Linked DNA regions of Sus scrofa: regions 2 and 3 are each linked to region 1. A link is a contact called in public Hi-C data. All regions are on one chromosome and are shown on one strand. The core of a region is the stretch at or near the end of the contact, and the rest is flanking DNA. Distances in the headings are between cores, read along the strand shown. Region 1 holds the start of CHD9 (chromodomain-helicase-DNA-binding protein 9). Region 2 overlaps CHD9 (chromodomain-helicase-DNA-binding protein 9). Region 3 overlaps CHD9 (chromodomain-helicase-DNA-binding protein 9).

Evidence for each region. Hi-C and Micro-C count contacts between places; a contact is called where the count stands out from the background.
Region 2: a Hi-C map of liver shows a contact between it and region 1, with 2.4 times the contacts expected there. The contact joins the enhancer-like site here to the promoter of CHD9 in region 1. A contact is called at or near these places in 1 of 5 promoter capture datasets (liver), 18 of 47 Hi-C or Micro-C datasets (alveolar macrophages, brain, embryonic fibroblasts and 9 more) and 2 of 2 datasets of contacts at active chromatin or transcription factors (alveolar macrophages and skeletal muscle).
Region 3: a Hi-C map of liver shows a contact between it and region 1, with 2.9 times the contacts expected there. The contact joins the enhancer-like site here to the promoter of CHD9 in region 1. A contact is called at or near these places in 1 of 5 promoter capture datasets (liver), 20 of 47 Hi-C or Micro-C datasets (alveolar macrophages, brain, embryonic fibroblasts and 10 more) and 2 of 2 datasets of contacts at active chromatin or transcription factors (alveolar macrophages and skeletal muscle).

Annotation. Positions count from the first base shown.
Region 1 is chr6:32,070,087-32,073,723 of Sscrofa11.1, forward strand. It overlaps CHD9 (chromodomain-helicase-DNA-binding protein 9), which reads right to left and starts at 1,889. Exons shown (of 40, transcript XM_021094174.1): 1 at 1,766-1,889.
Region 2 is chr6:31,965,431-31,969,067 of Sscrofa11.1, forward strand. The region is part of intron 2 of CHD9 (chromodomain-helicase-DNA-binding protein 9); the gene reads right to left. Among named protein-coding and RNA genes, the nearest start is that of CHD9, 100 kb to the right of the region's middle. Within about 2 kb of position 1,716, at least 1 of the 83 cell types and tissues checked has an H3K27ac peak or open chromatin away from gene starts, as enhancers often do. A contact at or near this core is called in liver, where this site is marked.
Region 3 is chr6:31,984,016-31,987,652 of Sscrofa11.1, forward strand. The region is part of intron 1 of CHD9 (chromodomain-helicase-DNA-binding protein 9); the gene reads right to left. Among named protein-coding and RNA genes, the nearest start is that of CHD9, 86 kb to the right of the region's middle. Within about 2 kb of position 1,901, at least 3 of the 83 cell types and tissues checked have an H3K27ac peak or open chromatin away from gene starts, as enhancers often do. A contact at or near this core is called in liver, where this site is marked.

The DNA.
Region 1 (3,637 bases), core at 639-3,138:
AACCTACTGTACTTTCTTCTCATTTCTCTCATTTGCTAGTGTGTAAGTACACTGGGGGCTGGTTCACCTCTTACCACTTTATCTCTAGCATCTGGAAAATTGCCTGGTACATAGTAGGCCCTCAGTAATCAGTACCGTTTATGAACGCATGAGTCAGTTCAGCGAAAGTGCTTTGGCAGAAATGACAGCTAGTGTTTACGGAGGAGACACTATAAGCTGCCCTGTGTGAAGTGCTTTTTCTATGTTCTCTCCATCAATAAGGGAAACAGCAGATTATTGCACTTTTTTTTGGTCTTTTTTGTCTTTTTAGGGCTGCACCCGTGGCATATGGAGGTTCCCAGGCTAGGGGTTGAATCGGAGCTACAGCTGCCGGCCTACACCACAGCTATAGCAGCTTGGGATCTGAGCCACATCTGTGACCTACACCACAGCTCACAGCAATGCCAGATTCTTAATCCACTGAGCGAGGCCAGGGATTGAACCTGTGTCCTCATGGATGCTAGTCAGATTTGTTTCGGCTGAGCCATAAAGGGAACGCCCAGATTATTTTACTTTTGCCAGGGGCTCTGGAATCAGACTGCCTGGGTTCAAACACAGGGTCTGCCTCTTATTATTTAACCCTGAGCAAGTCTCTTGGCCTCTCTGAGCACCGGCTCCTCAGCTATGGTGAGGAGTCAGTGTGGCAATGCAGAGAAAGTATTTAGCACAGTGGCCGGCACAAGCAGACCCTGGCGGTCAATCATTCCCACAGCAACTCTCAGACCTTTCTGCTCCACTCCCATTTTGCAGATGAAGAAACTCAGGCGAGGAGTGGATCCATGAGTTTTTCAAGGGTCATCCAGCCCAGGAAGGGCTGGCTCTGGGGACTCCAAGCCCATGCTCACAACCGCTTTGCTGTATGCGCAGCATTTACTAAAATTATAATGGCAGCTCCAGGAGGCCCCCTGAACTTCCTGTGGGATCAGGATAAGGAGAACCCCCCCCCCGCAAGAGTCTTCTTTCATATTCTACATCTGTGTCTTTCTGTTCCCTGTCCACTTTCAAGTTCAACCTCTTTAGAACCAGCCCTGTGGGGAGGGAGGATGTTGGTTTGTTATCTTGGGTTTGACAGCTCAAAGGAGATGTTTCCTGTCAAAGGCATGCTGAAGAAGGAGGAGGAGAAGCAGCAGCAGCATTCTTCGCTGCAACAACTGTCGGCCGCTTTATTTTCTACAATCTTTTTAGATCAAGGGTCCTTAGACTTGATGGCTAGTTGGAATCTCCTGGGAAGCTTTAAATTTCCAGATGCCCAGGCCCCAACTCAGACCACTTACATCTGAGTCTCGGAGGAGGGTGGGGTGAGAGGGAAACGGGGCATCAGTATTTTTCAGTGCTTCCCAAGCGACTCCAACGTGCAGGCAAGTTTGAGAAATGGTGTTTTGGATCTAATGTGCACTCAGCTCCAACGCTGCAGTCGCTTTGGGTAACAGAAACTCTTTTTTTTTTTTTTTTTCCTCCTAGGACTGGCTGTTCGGGAATCTGAGCAGGCTTTCCAGAGGCACCGGCTAGTGGAGGATGTGTGTGTGCGAGAGACCCGGGGTCCTGCTCTGCCTCTAGGCCTGGCTTGGAGATGCCGGGTCTCCGGGTTCCCGCAGGCACCCACACGTGCGGCCGCGGCGACGAGTCTGGTCATCTGCGGAGACGGCCAGCGGGGCTCGGCGGCCGCCACGCTGCCCACCCCAACCACAGAGGTTCGCAGGAGACGCCCGGGGCTCAGGAATCTTACCTTGGCTGCCGGCGCTGCCCTCCAGTTCCCGGAATCCTGGGACTCGGGTTCGATCTGTCGCCGGGCTCGGCGGTCGCTCTCGTCTGCGCCGGAGAGGCGCCCACCAAGAGCTCAGGCGCCACCTAGTGGGCGAGGGGCGGCCGCGCAGGGAATCGGTTGGGAGGTGGGAGCGCAGGCGGATTCAGGCGGAAATGCAGCCCGGGCTTCCCACGTGGGCGGTTTTCCAACAAGCTGCGCACCCCGGGCACACATCCCGGCTGGGTGGGACGGCCTTCACTCCCTGAAGGGCGCTAGGACCTGAACTTGCTGAACTTTCTGTTGGGAGCTCGGAGGGGCAGCCAGACCCTGGCTGCTGGCCTGAGAGCCATCCTGGGATTTTCCTGGCCCGACTCGGGGATCTTAGCCTTTCATCCAGAAGCTTTTCAATTTGGCATAGCCTGCCCTTTAAATATGCTGGGAACATCAGAAGATGCAAGGGACCTGGGTTTCTCTCAAGGCCGGGAGGCCTTTTCTCTACTTCTCTACTAGTAACCCTCTTTTGGCCCTGCCTAACCCCCCTCCACTGCCGCCACCCCCCGTCCCCGCCCCAGCCGTTGCCTTCCTTCCCGGTTCCCTCCAGTCTCTTTGGCTGAACTTCATTAATCGCCCAGTCTGTGTCACATTCTGTAGAGTCTGGAGACACAGGTCCCTTAGGAATTGGCAAGTTGATGTTTATGTTTCTGAACCGGATGCCATTGACATTTTTTTTGGTTGGGGCCATCCTGGCACTGCAGGGCATTTAAGACCCCTAGAATAGCCACCCTTTAGTCACCGAGACAACTAAAACCAACATTTCATATTTCCAATTGTCTCCAGGGTTGGAGGAGCACTGCCCTTGACTGAGCACCTATTAATTGGTTCTCAAGGTCAGGAAGATGGTGGATTATTTTAAATGTGTACATTTCATTTATTTCTTCCTTCAATAAATGTTAACTGAGCACCTACTATGTGCCGCTTTCCTATGCACAAGGGTTATGACGCAGACTTAAGCACCTCAGAATCTCTGCCTTTGTTGAATTCACATTTATGTAACACTTATTAACACTTATTTTTTATTAATTTTTTAGTGATTTTTATTTTTTCCATTATAGATGGTTTACAGTGTCCTGTCAGTTTTCTACTGTACAGCACAGTGATCCAGTCTCTCTCTCTCTCTCTCTCTCTCACACACACACACACACACATACACACACACACACACATGCATATATATACACACATTCTTTTTCTCACATTATCCTCCATCCTGCTCCATCACAAGTGATTAGATATAGTTCCCAGTGCTATACAGCAGGATCTCCTCGCTTATACATTCCATATCAACACTTTTAACACACAAAAATGCAAAGCTATGTGATTGAGTTCTTAAGTACATGATTTTTTTTTCTTTTTTGTCTTCTAGGGCCGCACCCCCAGCACATGGAGGTTCCCAGCCTAGGGGTCTAAGCGGAGCTACAGCTGCTGGCCTACACCACAGCCACAGCAATGCCAGATCCAAGCTGTGTCTGCAACTTGCACCACAGCTCACAGCAACACCAGATTCTTAACCCACTGAGCAAGGCCAAGGATCGAACCCACGACCTCATGGTTCTTAGTCAGATTCGTTAACCACTGAGCCATGATGGGAATTCTCATGATGTTTTTTTCTTTCATTTTTTAGAGTTTTATTGAGGTATAGCTGACTTACAATATTGTGCTGTGGACTTGTTTTTCAAAAATATATCAATTTTGGGAGTTCCCATCGTGGTGCAGCAGAAGCGACTCTTACCAGGAAACATGTTGCAGGTTCGGTCCCTGGCCTCGATCAGTGAGTGGGTTAAGGATCCAGCGTTG
Region 2 (3,637 bases), core at 466-2,965, 100 kb before region 1:
TTTTTGCCTTAAAAAAAAAGAGTAAAACCCAAAGTAAGCAAAAGAAAATAAATAATAAATAGCAGAAATCAGTGAAATACGATTTCCTTCCTAAAGCAGGAAAACAAGAGAAAATCAATAAAACTCCATAAAATTGATAAACCTCTAGCTACACTGGTCAGGAAAAAAAAAAAAAAGATATTAATTACCAACATCAGAAATGTACCCTACAAACTATATAGACACTGAAAGGATAATAAAAAACGTTATGCCAATAAATCTGACAACTTTGATGAAACAGAAAAGCATCGTGAAAGCAACAAACTACCAAAAGCCCACTTATACAAAGATACCCTAAACACAGAACTTCTACATGAAAACTTAAGAAAAAAACTTAACTGTCAGGCCTTAGGCACAGATTTCTTAAATAAGTACAGTCTATAAAAGAAAGAAGTAATGTGTGAGACTTTTTTAAAATTAAAAGCTTTTGCTATTCAAAATACACTATTAAGGAGTTCTGGTTGTGGCACAGCAGAAACGAATCCTACTAGTAACCACGAAGATGTGGGTTCAATCTTCAGCCTTGCTCAGTGGGTCAGGGATCTGGTGCTGCCATGAGCTGTGGTGTGGACTAACAGTTGTAGCTCTGATTCCACCCCCCTAGCCTGGAAATATCCATATGCATTACAGGTGCGTCCATAAAAAGCAAAAATAAATAAATAATTTTTTAAAAAAAGCTATTTGCACTGTGTCTTTAAAAAAGAAACAAACAAAATACACTATTAAGAAAAGACCTGGAGTTCCCGTCGTGGCTCAGCAGTTAACAAACCCGACTAGCATCCATGAGGATGCAGGTTTGATCCCTGGCCTTGCCCAGTGGGTTAAGGATCCAGCACTGCTGTGAGCTGTGGTGTAAGTTGCAGACGTGACTCAGATCCCGTGTTGCTGTGGCTGTGGTGGCAGCTACAGCTATCTAACCCTTAGCCTGGGAACCTCCTCTTTTTTTAGTTGTGGCCCTTAAAAAAAAAAAAAAAAAAAACAACAACACTACTCGGATCCTGTGTCATTACATAGGATAAATAAAACTAATGAGCTCCTTGAAGAAATAGCCAATTTTAAGCTTGAGGCAGGGAAATTAAATACATCTTCTCATACCAGAAAGTAGAAGTACTTCAAGACTAATGAGGACATATTAAAAAGGTACAGAGTTGGTTTGCAAAGATTCCCACCAGTAAAATATTCAAAAAGAGTAATAATGGCAACAGATTACAACGTATTCAATGTTTTGCTTTTGTTAAAAAAAAAAAAAAAAAAAATCTATGGGTCCAACTCCCTACAGAAAAGTCCCAACTATAGGGAGTTCCCATTGTGGCACAGGGGGAAGGAATCCAACTAGTAACCATGAGGATGCATGTTTGATCCCTGGCCTTGCTCAATGGAATGGGTATCCTGTGTTGCCGTGAGTTGTGGGGTAGGTTGCAGACACAGCTCGGATCTCACATGGCTGTGGTGTAGGCCAGCAGCTACAGCTCCAATTCAACCCCTAGCCTGGGAAATTCCATGTGTAGCAGGTGCAGCCCTAGAAAGAAAAAAAAAAGTCCCACCTATAAATTAAAAAGAGGTAAAAATACTTTTACTAAGTGATAAAACTTAGTATAAGCAATAATGGGACAAACTAAAATCATGTCTCCTAATGGGATACTGAAGTGTACAAAATCATCTATGTAGCACTCTTACCAAGAAATGATTAACCTGAATTATGAAGAAAGAATCAAACAGATACAGACAACTAGTCCGGACTATTTAAAAATGTCGATGTCAGGAAAGAACATCAAAAAGGCACAAAACACCGGTATTAACTTAAGATTAAAAAGAACAACTAAATCCAAGACATGACCTTTGATTCAATCCTAGATTTTAAAACAAAAGAACATTTATAAAAATTACTACGATAATCTTTTTTCCAAATATGTAATGATTTTTATTTTTTTCCATCATAGCTGGTTTACAGTTACCAGGATAATTTAAGAAACATGAATTTTGATTATATGATATCTTATTACACATCATGCTGTTTTGTAACTTAGTAAAAGTAACTTTTACTTAAAATAAAAATAATAAGAAAGCAAATGTGACAAAAATTAACAATTACTGACTCTATTTGAATGGTTTATGGATGTCCAGTATTATCATTCTTTCAACTTTTCTGTAAGTTTTGACTTTTTCAAAATAAAATGTTAGGAAAAGTAAATGATACTTTCAATATTAACAGTTTGAAGAAAATCATAATTCTGATATTCCTCACATTGCTTAAGTTGACGTGAAACCATCTTTTTTCTTGTAAAATAATAAAAATATAGATTTGCAGGCCTATCCTTAGCAGTCTCTTTGTATTTGTAGTGTCAATATCTAGCGCAGTAGCTGATATATAGGCCGCAGGTGCTCAATGAATGTTGTTTACGCTGCTAGGAGTTGGTATAGTAGAAAACACAATAAATTTCTGCTAAATAATTAGTAGCTGTCCAGTTTTAGACAGGTCACTTTCCTTCAGTAAAGTTTGAGAAACAGTATCAACTTATGTATATCCCAAATTACTACTAAAAGATTTAATAATTTAAGTAAAACCACTTTTCAAAATACCATGCAAATGTTTTACTATTTCTATCTCCAATTACATTCTCAATATTTACCATATTAATTTTTAAAAATTACTTCTGGAGTTCCCGTCGTGGCGCAGTGGTTAACGAATCCGACTAGGAACCATGAGGTTGCGGGTTCGATCCCTGCCCTTGCTCAGTGGGTTAACGATCCGGCGTTGCCGTGAGCTGTGGTGTAGGTTGCAGACGCGGCTCAGATCCCGCGTTGCTGTGGCTCTGGCGTAGGCCGGCGGCTACAGCTCCGATTGGACCCCTAGCCTGGGAACCTCCATATGCCGCGGGAGCAGCCCAAGAAATAGCAACAAGACAAAAAATAAAAATAAAAAAATAAATAAATAAATAAAAATTACTTCTGTAAGTCTTACTTTCATTTGAGGTATTTAGGGGGAAAATCTTAGGAAATTTATCTAACAATATAATCTTTTAAGTATAATATATCTCTCAGAAACTGGCTATTTCTCTTTTGACAAAAAAAATGTTCAAAGTTGGACCACATAGCACAGTTTTTAAACAGTTTTATAATAGTTTGTAATAAATTTAAGATTAGAAGCTCAACAACAACAACAAAGAGCCTGCTTTCTTAACTCTGGCATTTATAAGAGCCATTGGATCTTAGCTGTATATTTCATGTACATATATTACAGTATGTGTATAAAATATATATGAAGAATCAAGTAATTACAGATTGCTAAAACATCATGAAACAAAAAGCTAATCTAGAAACTTGGAGCAACAGCTTCTTTAAACTGGGTAGATCAATAAAATTGTACTTATCATTCATTCCAAACCATTTAGTTGGAGAGCCAAAATAAAGCGCTAGAAACCTCTGTCAATTGAAACAGAATTGGAAATGAAATGAGAACGGCTCTGAAATTATAAATAAAAAAGTATGGGTTAATTTTTAATTTGAGTTCTTCAGGCCAAGGCCAGTATCTGGCTCATTTGGGCAACCTCAGTGCCCAGCCAGCATAATCTCTTACACCTGGGAGATATCTAGGAAA
Region 3 (3,637 bases), core at 651-3,150, 86 kb before region 1:
ATGTATCATTTCCCAACTATATAAAGACATCACATCAGTCTAATTTTAACTTTCTATTTAGTTAAGCAAATATTTATGGACTGTCCATTACATCCAAAGCGACTCTGTAGAAACTACACATAAAACCCTTGCTCTTGGAAAGTTCAGAATCTAAATGGGGGAGGTAGGGAGTAATGGCACAAGAACAGCACATCATATATTCAATAAAATATGACACACGTGGCCTAAGAGAGGCACAAGTCTATCTAGAAAGTGATTCATAAAGAGAAGAAAGAGTACACTTGGCAAGTTTTTCAGAAAAAGCTTCTTTCAGAACAATCGGCATTTGAAGGGATCTTATAAATGGGGTTGGAAAGAAAGGCCAGGCAAAGAATTTAGGAATAAAGAAGTGGCAGGAAGGAAGTAAATATTTAGGGGCTAGTATGACCACTGCAGAGTATACAAAGGAAAAAAATGGAAAATAAAGGCAGAAATACGAGTTGAGGTACTGCTGGAAGGGGCTGTATAAATTAAATACATTAAAGTAACACATTCCAGGGACAGAATTCTTTTTTTTTTTTTTTTTTTTGTCTTTTTGCCTTTTCTAGGGCCGCTCCCACGCAGCATATGGAGGTTCCCAGGCTAGGGGTCTAATCAGAGCTGTAGTCACCAGCCTCTGCCAGAGTCACAGCAATGAGGGATCTGAGCCGTGTCTGTAACCTACACTACAGCTCACGGCAACGCCGGATCTTTAACCCACTGAGAAAGGCCGGGGATGGAACCCGCAACCTCGTGGTTCCTAGTCGGATTTGTTAACTGCTGCATCACAACGAGAACTCCCTCCCAGAATTCTTCTAAAGTTAAGTATTTATATAATCAAAATCAAATTACTTATCTTCATTTTTCTATTTATCTGATGTCAAATATGATGATCATACAAAACGGATTCAAATATCAATAGGACAGAATCCCTGCCTTCAAAAAATTCATAATCTAGAGGGGAAGAAAACACACAAATAATACGGTATATATCTCAGCAGAGATGTATACAAAGCACTATATTATGGTAGCATAAAAAAAAAAAAAAAAAAAAAAAAAAAAAAAAAAAAAAGTCTCTAAATATGGCTACAGATATATTAAATACCAGGTAATATTACTTTCCTCAGTGTCTAATAGTTGCCTTTCCCCCAAGACATTTCCATATTCTCCATATAAGTCCCTCAATATATTTCAACTAAACGAACTGGTCTTCCCAGTAAATTCTATACGTTAATAGCTTTGTCCAATTTAATTTACCCATTGAGCCCTACCAAAGTATTCAATCCCCTGGTACAGTCATCACCACAGCATTTCTATACAGTACTAAACTTGTGCTACATTAATTTTTATTTTATGAGCTTCCTATAGCTATTTCATATTCATCCCTGGAGAAAATTCAGCCTAGGATTCACCTCCTTTAGAAGGCCTCTCCCTACTCAACCCTGTCTAATAACCTGTGCATATCGTAAGTAATACTGCACTGTGATAATATATTACCCTTTCTTTACAGTAGACTCTACACCCTTGGAAAAAAGGAAAACTTTCATAATCTTTGTATCCTTAATACGTTGCCTAGCATAGTAGACATGCAAAATATTTTTGCTAAATCAGAAATGATACATAGAACAAAAGACATGAAAAAGAACACGACACTTAAAGACAAAAACTAGAACCAAGTCCTGGCTCTTCCACTTTCTAGCTCTATGACCTTGAGAAGATCACATACTTTCTGTTTTCACAATACCCTCAATCTCATACATTGTATGTAAAACTAGCAAGAACACAGAGGGTACACTAAATAAATGCCCAGAGGTAAGGCAGGACATGGCATTTCAGGAACCACTTGACAGCATAATGTGGCCAGAACATGCTACTAGCCAAATAGAGTTGCCGACAGGCAAGCAAAGGTCAAATATCCAGGCCTCTTATTAGCCATGTTAAGAAATCTGGACTTTATCCTAGCGGCAATGGGGAGTTATTTCATAGATTAAAAATTCTTCTCTGGCATAACACCTAACTAACATTATTACAGTGGCTATTAACATTTATTTTTAGATAGCAAATAGTAACTCTTCTAATGACAGTGACCAAAACACTTAAATTTGGACCCAGAAACATTAGAGAGAAGAAAAATATATACACTGAGGGGGATACTGGTGACTTTAAAGAATATCCTGGGAACTCCTCTCTACTTGTGAAATGGGATGCTGTCCAATTCATGAATCATTTGATAAAGCCAATTAGGTCAAGATTAAAAAAAAAAAAAAGAATATTCTTACTAGACACGAAAAAAAGCTGGGAAACCTGAGTTCATCATTTTTTTGTTTTACAAAAAAAGGTCTATAGACTTCTAGAAACAATTCTTGCTAAGGCATTCAAATGATGCTTGAATACCTGTTAAAAAGTTCTTCACATCAAGTCAAATTTACTCCTGTCTTCCTAAGTATTTACTTTGAGACCGTTTAAAGTAAACCTAATTGTGGCGTTCCTGCTGTGGTTCAAAGGGTTAAGAACCCCACATAGTGTTTGTGAGGATGCCGTTTCCATTCCTGGTCTTGCTTGGTGAGTTAAGGATCCGGCGTTGCCACAAGCTGCAGCGTAGATTGCAGATACAGCTCAGATCTGGCAATGCTGTGGCTGTGTCAGAGACCTGCAGCTGCAGCTCTGATTCAACCCTAGCCCAGGAACTTCCATATGCTGCAGGTACAGACATGAAAAGAAAAGAGAAGAAATAAAACCTAACTGTGATTCAAATTCCTGAAGACCTGTCCCCCTTAAAGCTTCTCTTTTCAAAGACATGGGTAAAATACACCCAGTTTATTGAAATGTGAAAAATTCTATCCATAATGGTTAAAATAAAAGGTTTAATGTTAAAGGGATAAAACTTCAACTATCAGTTCCATATTACTAACTTTTAGGGTTCCCTCAGGGCTTCTAAGTATTTGACTAGTGGATAGTACAGAATCTGACAAGGATTACTAGCTTAATGCTAGTAAATTATGTGAGAACATACTAATAACTAGGTGAATAACCACATTCAAATAGTATTAATTAATTTTCCAATAGTGCACCAGAGAATTTCTATCATTAGTTTATTTGGCTCAGCTTAAACGAAGGTAACAAGGTGATTTTAAGTTGAAAGATAGAACTAATTATGACAATAAACAGAACCAAGATATAAAAGAATCTCAAGAGAATGGAGCAATGGATCAAATCAAGTAATTTTTAACTATGGGTCCTGATTTCAGTGCCGACCAACTCTACTATAAGTACATTCAGGCTGCAAATATCACAGAGGCCAAGCAGGTGACATAAATGAGTGAAAGTGGCCAGAAGAGAACTATGGTTAGCTAAAAAGTACAAAGGGGCAGCTACCAGTCAACCTCAGTTAATTGTCATTACTATAAAACTTATAGCAGGAGTTCCCGTCATAGCGCAGTGGTTAACAAATCCTACTAGGAACCACGAGGTTGCGGGTTTGGTCCCCGGCCTTGCTCAGTGGGTTAACATCCAGCGCTGCCGTGAGCTGTGGTGTAGATTGCAGACGCAGCTCGGATCCCGTGTTGCTGAGGCTCTGGCATAGGCCAGCGGCTACAGCTCTGATTAGACCGCCTGGAAC